Linked DNA regions of Mus musculus: region 2 is linked to region 1. A link is a contact called in public HiChIP or PLAC-seq data. All regions are on one chromosome and are shown on one strand. The core of a region is the stretch at or near the end of the contact, and the rest is flanking DNA. Distances in the headings are between cores, read along the strand shown.

Evidence for each region. HiChIP or PLAC-seq counts read pairs in DNA pulled down with a chosen protein or histone mark.
Region 2: a contact with region 1 is called in an HNF4G HiChIP or PLAC-seq map of pancreatic cancer cells. The contact joins the promoter of Nfix here to the enhancer-like site in region 1. A contact is called at or near these places in 1 of 39 promoter capture datasets (frontonasal cranial neural crest), 1 of 15 datasets of contacts at CTCF or cohesin (large pre-B cells), 4 of 484 Hi-C or Micro-C datasets (embryonic fibroblasts, embryonic stem cells, myocytes and 1 more) and 1 of 115 datasets of contacts at active chromatin or transcription factors (pancreatic cancer cells).

What each region holds. Positions count from the first base shown.
Region 1 is chr8:84,386,108-84,390,475 of GRCm38.p6, reverse strand. It overlaps a transcript of Cacna1a not described here. Among named protein-coding and RNA genes, the nearest start is that of Gm23626, 7.7 kb to the right of the region's middle. Within about 2 kb of position 1,970, at least 16 of the 459 cell types and tissues checked have an H3K27ac peak or open chromatin away from gene starts, as enhancers often do. A contact at or near this core is called in pancreatic cancer cells, where this site is marked.
Region 2 is chr8:84,797,731-84,802,098 of GRCm38.p6, reverse strand. Nfix (nuclear factor I/X) reads left to right here and starts at 1,731. Exons shown (of 11, transcript NM_001371053.1): 1 at 1,731-2,101. The coding sequence starts at 2,075.

The DNA.
Region 1 (4,368 bases), core at 721-3,220:
GGCAGTTTCTTCTTGCCCGGACCACTCAAGAATGAAGAGCTCACATGCACAATTCCTTCCATAATATCCTAATCTCAACTTCCAAAAATATGTATGTATGTATGTATGCATGTATGTATGTATTTAAGGGGTGCGTGCACATGCCACAACACACAGGGAGAAGTCAGAGGACAACTTGGAGGAAACTGTTCTCTCCTATCACCTTGTGGGTCATAAGGATTAAACTCAGGCAGTCAAGTACAGTGGTTAGTGCCTTTGTGAACTAGGCAGTCTGCCCTGTCTCAGCCCTCAGCTTCTGAAGGTCCATTCATATCCTTTGTTTACCCACTCCCCCTGGGCGAAACTTCAGTGTTTCCCACAAGTGCCTTTCGTTTAAAAAAAAAAAATATATATATATATATATATAGATATATATAGATATATATATATAGATAGATGGATATATATAGATATATATATAGATATATATACACATACATATATTATATACATGGTATATGTATAAACACATACATACACACTCTATGTGTATGCAGTTTCCCATGGAGGCCAGAAAAGGGTGTTGGATTCCCCTGGAAATGGAGTTACAGACTGTTGTGAACTGCCAGGTATATGCTGGGAACCAAACCAGGGTCCTCTGAAGAGCAACCAGAGCTCTTAACTGCTGAGCTGTCTTTCCAGCCCCTCCCCAGATCCTTTTTTAAAGTGATACCACAATCAGCTACAATGTATCATTATGTTCCCAGTATAGTTTCACTTCCAGAATTCCTGGGTCAGGATGTGTCCAACCCTTTGCTTCTTAGTTCCAAATACCTACCTAAATCTGTACAAATGTAGCTCGCCAGTCAAAACATCTGACCTTCTCTATTAATATACAATATTAATAAAATTAATTGATATTAATAAATTTGATATTAATAAAATATCACATCCATTAAATATATATTCATATAATATATTAAATTTATGAATGTGATGCAGAGAGTGGAACCCAGAGACTGGAAAATGCCAGGAAGTGTTCTGCTGCCAAATCACACCCCCAGCCCATACTAGGGCTCATACTAGCCCATACTCAGCAGCGGCTCTACCACTGAGCCACACCTCCAACACTACTAAGGGATTCCAGGCAGACTGTTGCTGTGTTCCAGCCTAGTGTGTTCTCGCTGACATGCGTCTCACCCTGCAGATCTTGATTATCTCCCACCCATCCTCCTTCATCTCTATCATATTTATCATTCCAACCAGGAGATCCTGGGTCTTATGGAGAATCAGCTGGAAGAATCAGAATTAGAGACAAAGATTCCTACAGGAAGTCAGCTTTCCTGTCTACCAATGGACTCTCTGATGCCATTTTGCTGGCTTTGATAGCTACAGAAAGTTCGTCGGAGGTTTTATTCCTGGCAAACTTCCCAGAGAGCAGAGTTTATCTAAACTGGCTAATATGTAGCATTTGCAAATAATTATTAATAGATGTTTGCATTCCATTCTTCATGAATGTTGCTGTGGGGCGATTCTCTAATTCAGGGGGGACGTGTTGAGTGTTGAGTGACTCCCGGCCTACCCAGCACTCCCCCGCCCTGTCCTTTTCCTCTGAGTGGATGCTGGCGCTGTCCCTAGCTGCTCACTAGATTCCTCAGGCGAATGTTTGGATTTTCTCCTTCACACATCCATACCCAAACCATGAGCCACGTGCATCTGCTATGTCTTCAGAATAGATCCAGAACTGATTCCCACAGGACCCCCTGGCCTGTGTCCATCCTCTGTCCCCACAGCTGCCTCTTCCCCTTCTCCTCACTTCTTGTCTCCACTCTTCTCTCATGCCCAGGTGGGACTTTGTGCATCCCTGACATCCCTCCCCAGCTCAGGACCCTCAGAGCTGCATGAAAAAGGCCAATGTTCTTCTGCAGTTCAGAAGGCCTCGAATCATTTGCTAAAGCTTCTCTTTGTACTCACCAAGCAAAGTCCTGCCCCGGGCCTCTATGTTTGCTGTCCTCTTGCCCTGTGGGATTCTTTCCACAGATTTCCAATGTCTCCTTGCCTCACTTCCTTCAGCTTCCTACTGGAATGTTTCCTTACCACAGGGGCCTCTTCTAGACTCCACCCCACATTCTTCCGTCACTATTGCCATGTTAACTAATTATGTATTGCTTATTTTTCTAATTTAATTGTAGCTCTTGGTGACCTCATTCTAGACTGTATCACTAGTGTCTAGAACAGCTCATGAATATAGTAGGAATTCAGAAATGGTATGAGATAGCCTCTGGGTATTGTGATAGCCACCAGCATTAGGATAGCTGAGGGCAGAGGCTAGACCAGACTACATAAAAAGCCCAGTTCCAAAGGGGTGGAGCTTCATGGTACAGTACCTGCTTAGAATCCCCCAGCGAAAGGCTGGGGTGTGGGATAGTGTTAGAGTCCTCCAGTGAGAGGTTAGGGGTGTTGGCTGGGCAGGAAAAAACTACCTTTTTTGTGCAAGGTTCTGAGTTCAACCCCTGCCCCCTAGCACTACAAAAACACAGACAAACATACAATGATGCCCTAAACCCACATCAGAGGAGGAGGTATGGAGGAGTAGGGGGTGTAGGAGATGAAAAAGAGACAGAGAAAGCCAGAAGTGCCAGAGAGGTGGACTACATTCAGGGTCTCTGCTCGCTCTTATTCTGAATAATAACAAGAATAGCCTGGTAACTAGTATACAACTGCTCGATGTCTCTCTCGCATTCAGCTGGCAAAGGAAAAAAAAATAGTCATTTGTACTAAGTAAAGGACCCAAGGATATGTTGGAAAGAACAAATCAGCTCCTTCCTGCCCTTCATGACGATCCCTCCAATCCCATCCCCATATCCTGTAGCAGAGCACTCACAGGGGCCTTCCCACCCCCTCCATTTCCCAGGCACACCTCCTAACCCTCCTCTCTGTGGACCCTCTCAGCCCCGCCCCTGGTTTCAGCCTAACCCCATTCCTTTGTGTCAGCCCCAATACCTAGGAATACTTTCTGCTTGGAACCCCAGGGCCATAACTGGAGAACTCAGGTGGAGGATCCGCTTGGAACCCCAGGGCCACACCTGGAGAACTCAGGTGGAGGAGCCACACTATCCTCTCTGATCTCCATTATGATCTGTCCATTCTCACCCTCAGCCCGGAAACAACCCCACCCCAACTCCACTCACTGGAGACTCCAATACTTGGCCTAGTGCCAGCATCCCCCTGGCCCTGTCATCTCTATCTTTCCAGTATATTCTTTGCCTTACAACAATTGATTTGCTAGATCCCCTCCTCCTACCACACCTCCAACTCCCTGGCTCATCTCTTTGTGTGGACAGGATGCCCTTAGCTCTTTCCTGACACCCTTTTCAGCCTTTCTCCTAGCCCACCTCTATCCCTCTCTGCCACCCACTGACCTGCAGAAGCACGCTCTACCAGGCAACTCACAGTCACAACGCTTTCCTAAGATCAGGGAAGGCAAAGGAACCCAAGGAACAGAACCATGCCAGCTAAGACAACACCTAGAATCACCTCGATCATCCAGGCCCCAGACACCTAGACACCAGTGCAGAACCACAACCACTAACAGCTGAGACAATGTGCTCCCACCAGAACCCAGCAACCCTACTACAGCAGGCCCTGGGAAGTGCAATATAGCTGAAGCAGAAGACAAGGACTTCCCAAGAGCTGTTATGAATATGTTCAAGGATCTTAGAGAGGATATGAATAAATCCATTAATGAGATCTGTGAAACATAAACAGTGGAACAAAGTAATGAAAACAGTTTAAGACACAAGAGTGGAAACAGAATCACTAAGGACAACTCAAACTGAGATAAAACCGGAAATGAAGCTTTAAGAAATCAAATCAAAGGGGATAGGAGAGACGGCTCAGTGGTTAAGAGCACTGACTGCTCTTCCAGAGGTCCTGAATTCAATTCCCAGTGACCACATGGTACTTACAACCATCTGTAATGGGATCCAATACCCTCTTCCAGAGTGTCTGAAGACAGCAACAATGTACTCACATACACAAAATAGATAAACCTTTAAAATAAATCAAATAAAAATTTCATAGGCAAGGCTCACCAACAGAGTACAAGACATGGGGGGAATCTTGGACATTGAAGACAAGGGAGAAGAAATGGATAGTTTGGTCAAAGAGAAATTAAAGCTAAAAAATTGCAGACACAAAACATCCAGGAAACCTGGGGTCCTATAAAGAGACCAAGTCTTTGAATAATAGGAATAGAAGAAAGGGGTGAAACCTAGGTCAAAGACACAGAAAATATTTTCAGCAAAATATAGGAGAAAATTTCCCTATCCTAAAGATCAAGGTACAAAAAAATCACACAGCCTGCTAACTACACAGAACCAGAGAAGA
Region 2 (4,368 bases), core at 482-2,981, 410 kb before region 1:
CAGAGGGAGGTGGAAGCACCTTTGCTGACTCATAGATACCTCCATGAGTACAGCCACACCCACGCCACTACTCAGAATATACTGAACACACACACACACACACACACACACACACACACACACACACACACACACACACAAAACTGGCCTTGCTCATACCCACACCAGACACCCCAGGCGCATCGCCTGCCCCCCATCTCAGAGGTTTGGGACGAGGGGCATAGCATTCAGGGACATTTATGCATACACATCCTTGTACCTCCTAGCCCCTACATACTCACTCACGCACACCTGGGCTCCTATACCACCCTGCCAGACAATGCATTGCTGAGAATTGCCACAGCTTCTTGGCTGGGGGGTGGGGGTGGGGACTGACAAGGTGCTGGCTGCACCTAGCAATAGGAGGGAGCTCTACCTTGGTGGGATCTGCCTGGGGACTGGGGCACAGTCTTCCCATCAACCTAGAGTCACCCAACAGTTCTCTATGTCCTACTTCAGAGTTTCCAGTACCCCCTTCCCAGCTTCTTTCTTCCCTCCCTCTCTGTGAAGACTTTTCCTTTCTCTCTCTGTTGCGAGAGAGAGAGAGAGAGAGAGAGAGAGAGAGAGAGAGAGAGAGAGAGAGAGAGAGAGAGAGTGAGAGAGAGAGAGAGAGAGAGAGTGTGTGTGTGTGTGTGTGTGTGTGTGTGTGTTTTGAAACAGGGTCTCAGTACACAGGTCAAGCCAGCCTCAAACTATGTAGCTCAGGCTGGTCTACAGCTCAGTTATAATTTTTCTCTTGGAGCTTCTGAGTGCAGGGATTGCAGACAGATGCCATATGCCAACCCACCCCACCTCATTCCCATCTGCAGTGGAAATGGGGAATCCTGGGCCTGCAATGGGCTGGAGCATCACCACAATACAAATAATGTTCCTAAGTCCCAGGACATGTGCAAAGCTATGGGAGACATATGAAGGGTAAGGGTGGTGTGTGTGTGTGTGTGCGCGCGCATGCATGCGTGTTATACTTGAGAGAGTTTTTACAGAACCTGCCAGCTGTTTTGCTATCAGGATTGTAGATCAGTGTGCCCTAGGTCTGGGGTATATCTGGCCAACTCAATGTATAACGTGTGTGTGTGTGTGTGTGTGTGTGTGTGTGTATGTACAGTGATACTTTGTGTCCTTTGTATGGGGGCTCCCATGTGTCAGTGTCACCATGTCTGGGTTGCCATAGCTGTCTTCCAAGATATTTTGGCGTGGCTGTGTGTTGGTGTGTCATTGTGTATCCAGAGTGTGACAAGGTATATATGGTTGTGTGATCGTGTGTGTCAATATTCTGCAGGAACATGTGTGGCACGTGCATGTATGTTAGTGTGGCTCTCCGCATCTGTCTGCATTGGGACGACATGTGACAGTAGGTGGTGTGTGGCTCTTGCTCGTGTCTGTGCCCGGTGTGCACCGCCGTCTGCTGCGACTCCATGAGGAATAGGCCCTGCGTTCCTTCGTGACATTTGTGCCCGTCCAAGCCCTGCTGCGTGTCAGCGTGTGTCGGCGCCCGAACGCCGGCCAGCACGTGTCGGGGCGGCCGCGTCGGTGTGCGTCCCCGCGTGTATGTGTGTGTGCGTGTGTGCGTGTGTGCATGTGTGTGCGCGCCGGCCGCGCTCACCCGCCCCGCCCGCCCCTCCCCGCGCCCCTCCTCCCGCCCGCGCCGCCCGCCCGCTCCCTCTCCCCGGAGTGCGCCGCTTCCAAACTTTGTCTAAACTTTCACTTTCACAGCGCGGCGGCGGCGGCGGCGGCGGCGGTGGCGGGCGAGGGCGAGCGGCCGAGCGGCGGCGGCATGGAGTAGACGCGCGGCGGCGGCGGCGGCGGCGGCGGACGCGAGAGGCAGCGGCGAGCGCGGCGGCGGCCCGGAGCCCGCGGGGCCGAGCCTGTGAGCGCGGAGCGGCGGCGGGCCGAGCGGGGCCGCGGGCCGGGCGGGCGCCGCGCGGCAGAGGCCGGAGCAGCGGAGCCGGAGCCCGAGCGCCAGCCAGCGCGACGCCGCCTGCCGGGCCTGCCCTCGCCGCGGCCGGCCTCCGCGCTCGCGCCCGGGCGCCCAGCGATGTACTCCCCGTACTGCCTCACCCAGGTACCGGCCGCCGCCCCCGCGCCCCGGGAGGGCCGGGCCGGGGTCCCGCAGGCGCGCGGGCAGCGGGCGGGGCGCGGGGGCGCTGCCCCGGGGCGCGCGGCAGGAGTGCGTGGAGAGGGGGCGAGGGGCGAACGCGCGCGGCGGGGTGCGGCGGACAGCGGACCCCTGCTGCTGCGCGGCGACGCGGCGTGGTGGCAGGCGCGGGCGGGCAGGGTGACACGGCGGCAGGAGGCAGAGTGGCCCCGGGGCGCGGGGGAGCACGGGCGGGCGGCGTTCCGTGCGCGCGGCGCGGCGCGGCCGCCCCGGGGTGGCAGTGGCGGGCGTGTGGGCAGCGGCTCTGCGTGCGGCTGGGGTGCCCCGGGCGGCCCGAGCGGCCCGGGCGTCTCCCCAAAGTCTTTGTTCAGGCCTCGCATGGGAGCGGGGCTGAGAAAATGGCGGGGCTCCCAAATTTCGGAGGGGCAGGGGAGGGGAGGGAGGGACGGGCGTGCTGCCAGCCCGGGCCGCGCCTCTCTGCGGATCCTGGACGTTTGCAGACGCGGCTCCCCGGCCCCAAACTTTCCTCCGTGCAAACTTTCCGGTCTCGAAGACCAGGACCGCCGCTGCGTGAACCTGGAAGTGCCCCGGGGAATCCCGGTCCGCTACCCGCAGGCGGGAAGGGCGGGAGCGGCGGCGGCCACCGCAGGTCGACCCTGTTGGGATCAGCCGTCGGGTCAGCCTCGGGCACAGCAGCGCCGACCTTGGCGTGCTTCGGGAGCGCGAGCGCGAGAACGCGTCCCGCCTCCAGCGAAGTTCCCTGCGCTATGGTGTAGCGGAGGCTCAGGCCTGGAGCGTGCCTGATCTGCCACCCCACTCTTTTTAGCCGTGACTCCAAGCTCTGAGAGGGCACCAGCCAGACCAACCCAGATCTAGAGGGGCCCTCACAGCTCTATCTGCAGGACCAGGCCAGGGCAGATGACAGATTTCGGCAGGCAGAGGGAATTTGTGGAGGTTGTCTAGCCTTGCCTGCTGGCCAGGCCTGTCTGTGGGAGCTCTCTAGGCCAACCCCAAGTCCCTAATGGCAATCCTTTGCTAAACCAGAGCCCTTTCCGACAAGTGCTAAAAGTGCCACCACCTTAGAGTGGGAACATATACTCATGGTGTGTATATATGGCCAGGTATTCAAGGAGCATGCCAGGATGTTTTGAAGGGCAAGAAGGTATATGCAGGCGGGTTGCAGTTCCAGCGACACCACGTTCTTGTAGTCCCAGGGGCTACTTGTCTGTGTGTCTAGAGTCTGTGTGTGACTTCTGTAGGCTGGCAGTGGCCAGACTGCGTGGCACAAACACAGATGACCAGGGGAGATGGTGTGTCTTCCAGTACAAATCACGTGCAAGTGTGTGTCAGCGGAGGAGCCCATGCTCGCCTGTCCTGCAAGCGTTAAGAGCCAATCTGACCACCATAGCAGTGTGGGTCTGTTCCTTCAAGTTGTCAACTACTCTGTGTTGGGTTCCCCACAGGAGGACCTGGTCAGCTATCTAGATCTGAGCTGTGGCTCCCTTCAGGGAGATTGATGATCTGCTGGTGTCTGAGTGCTAGTGGGACAAAGACCCCATGTCCCAGCAGCTACCTTGTCTACCAGGCTGCTAGCCTGCCTCCACTCCAACCTTGCCAGACATCTGGGCTTACCCCCTCCTCACCCATGGGTCAGGTGAAGCACCCACCACTGGAGAGAAAAAAACCAGCTAATGCCCGGGTGCCAAGGCTACCCGGAGGAACTGGGATGGCCCCCAGATTTGGGGTGATGGCCTCAGTTTGGCTCTGTGGCACTCCAGAAGGGAATACGGGCTCCAATCTGTGCGAGTTTCATCTTGCACATGCCAGGCTGCCTGGGAGGGGAGTGGGCACAGTCTCACCAGTCTGCCAGCCCTGCATGGTGGGCAGGGAAACCCCTTTGCTTAGGGTCCTTGGCAGCCTTCGGTCATCAGGGTCTGGCTGTCCCTGCCTCTCGGCCACTTCTCTTTCTACTGCCATAGTTTGCCTCCCATCTTTGCTTCTCTAACAACCTCTTTTGCTGGCTGGCCTTTTTGTGTGTGTGTGTGTTTCTCTATCTCTGCTCTTTGTTCCTTGTCATGTCTGTCCTGTGTTTCTAGGTGTCCCTCTGTCCCTGTCTCTGGTTTTGTTCTGGCCTCCCCCATTTCTCTCTCAGACTCTCTCTACACCCCTTGCCCCCTCTCCCTTTTCTTTCTTTCTTTTTTCAAACCAGAATTGGCGTCAATTTTAAAGTCAAT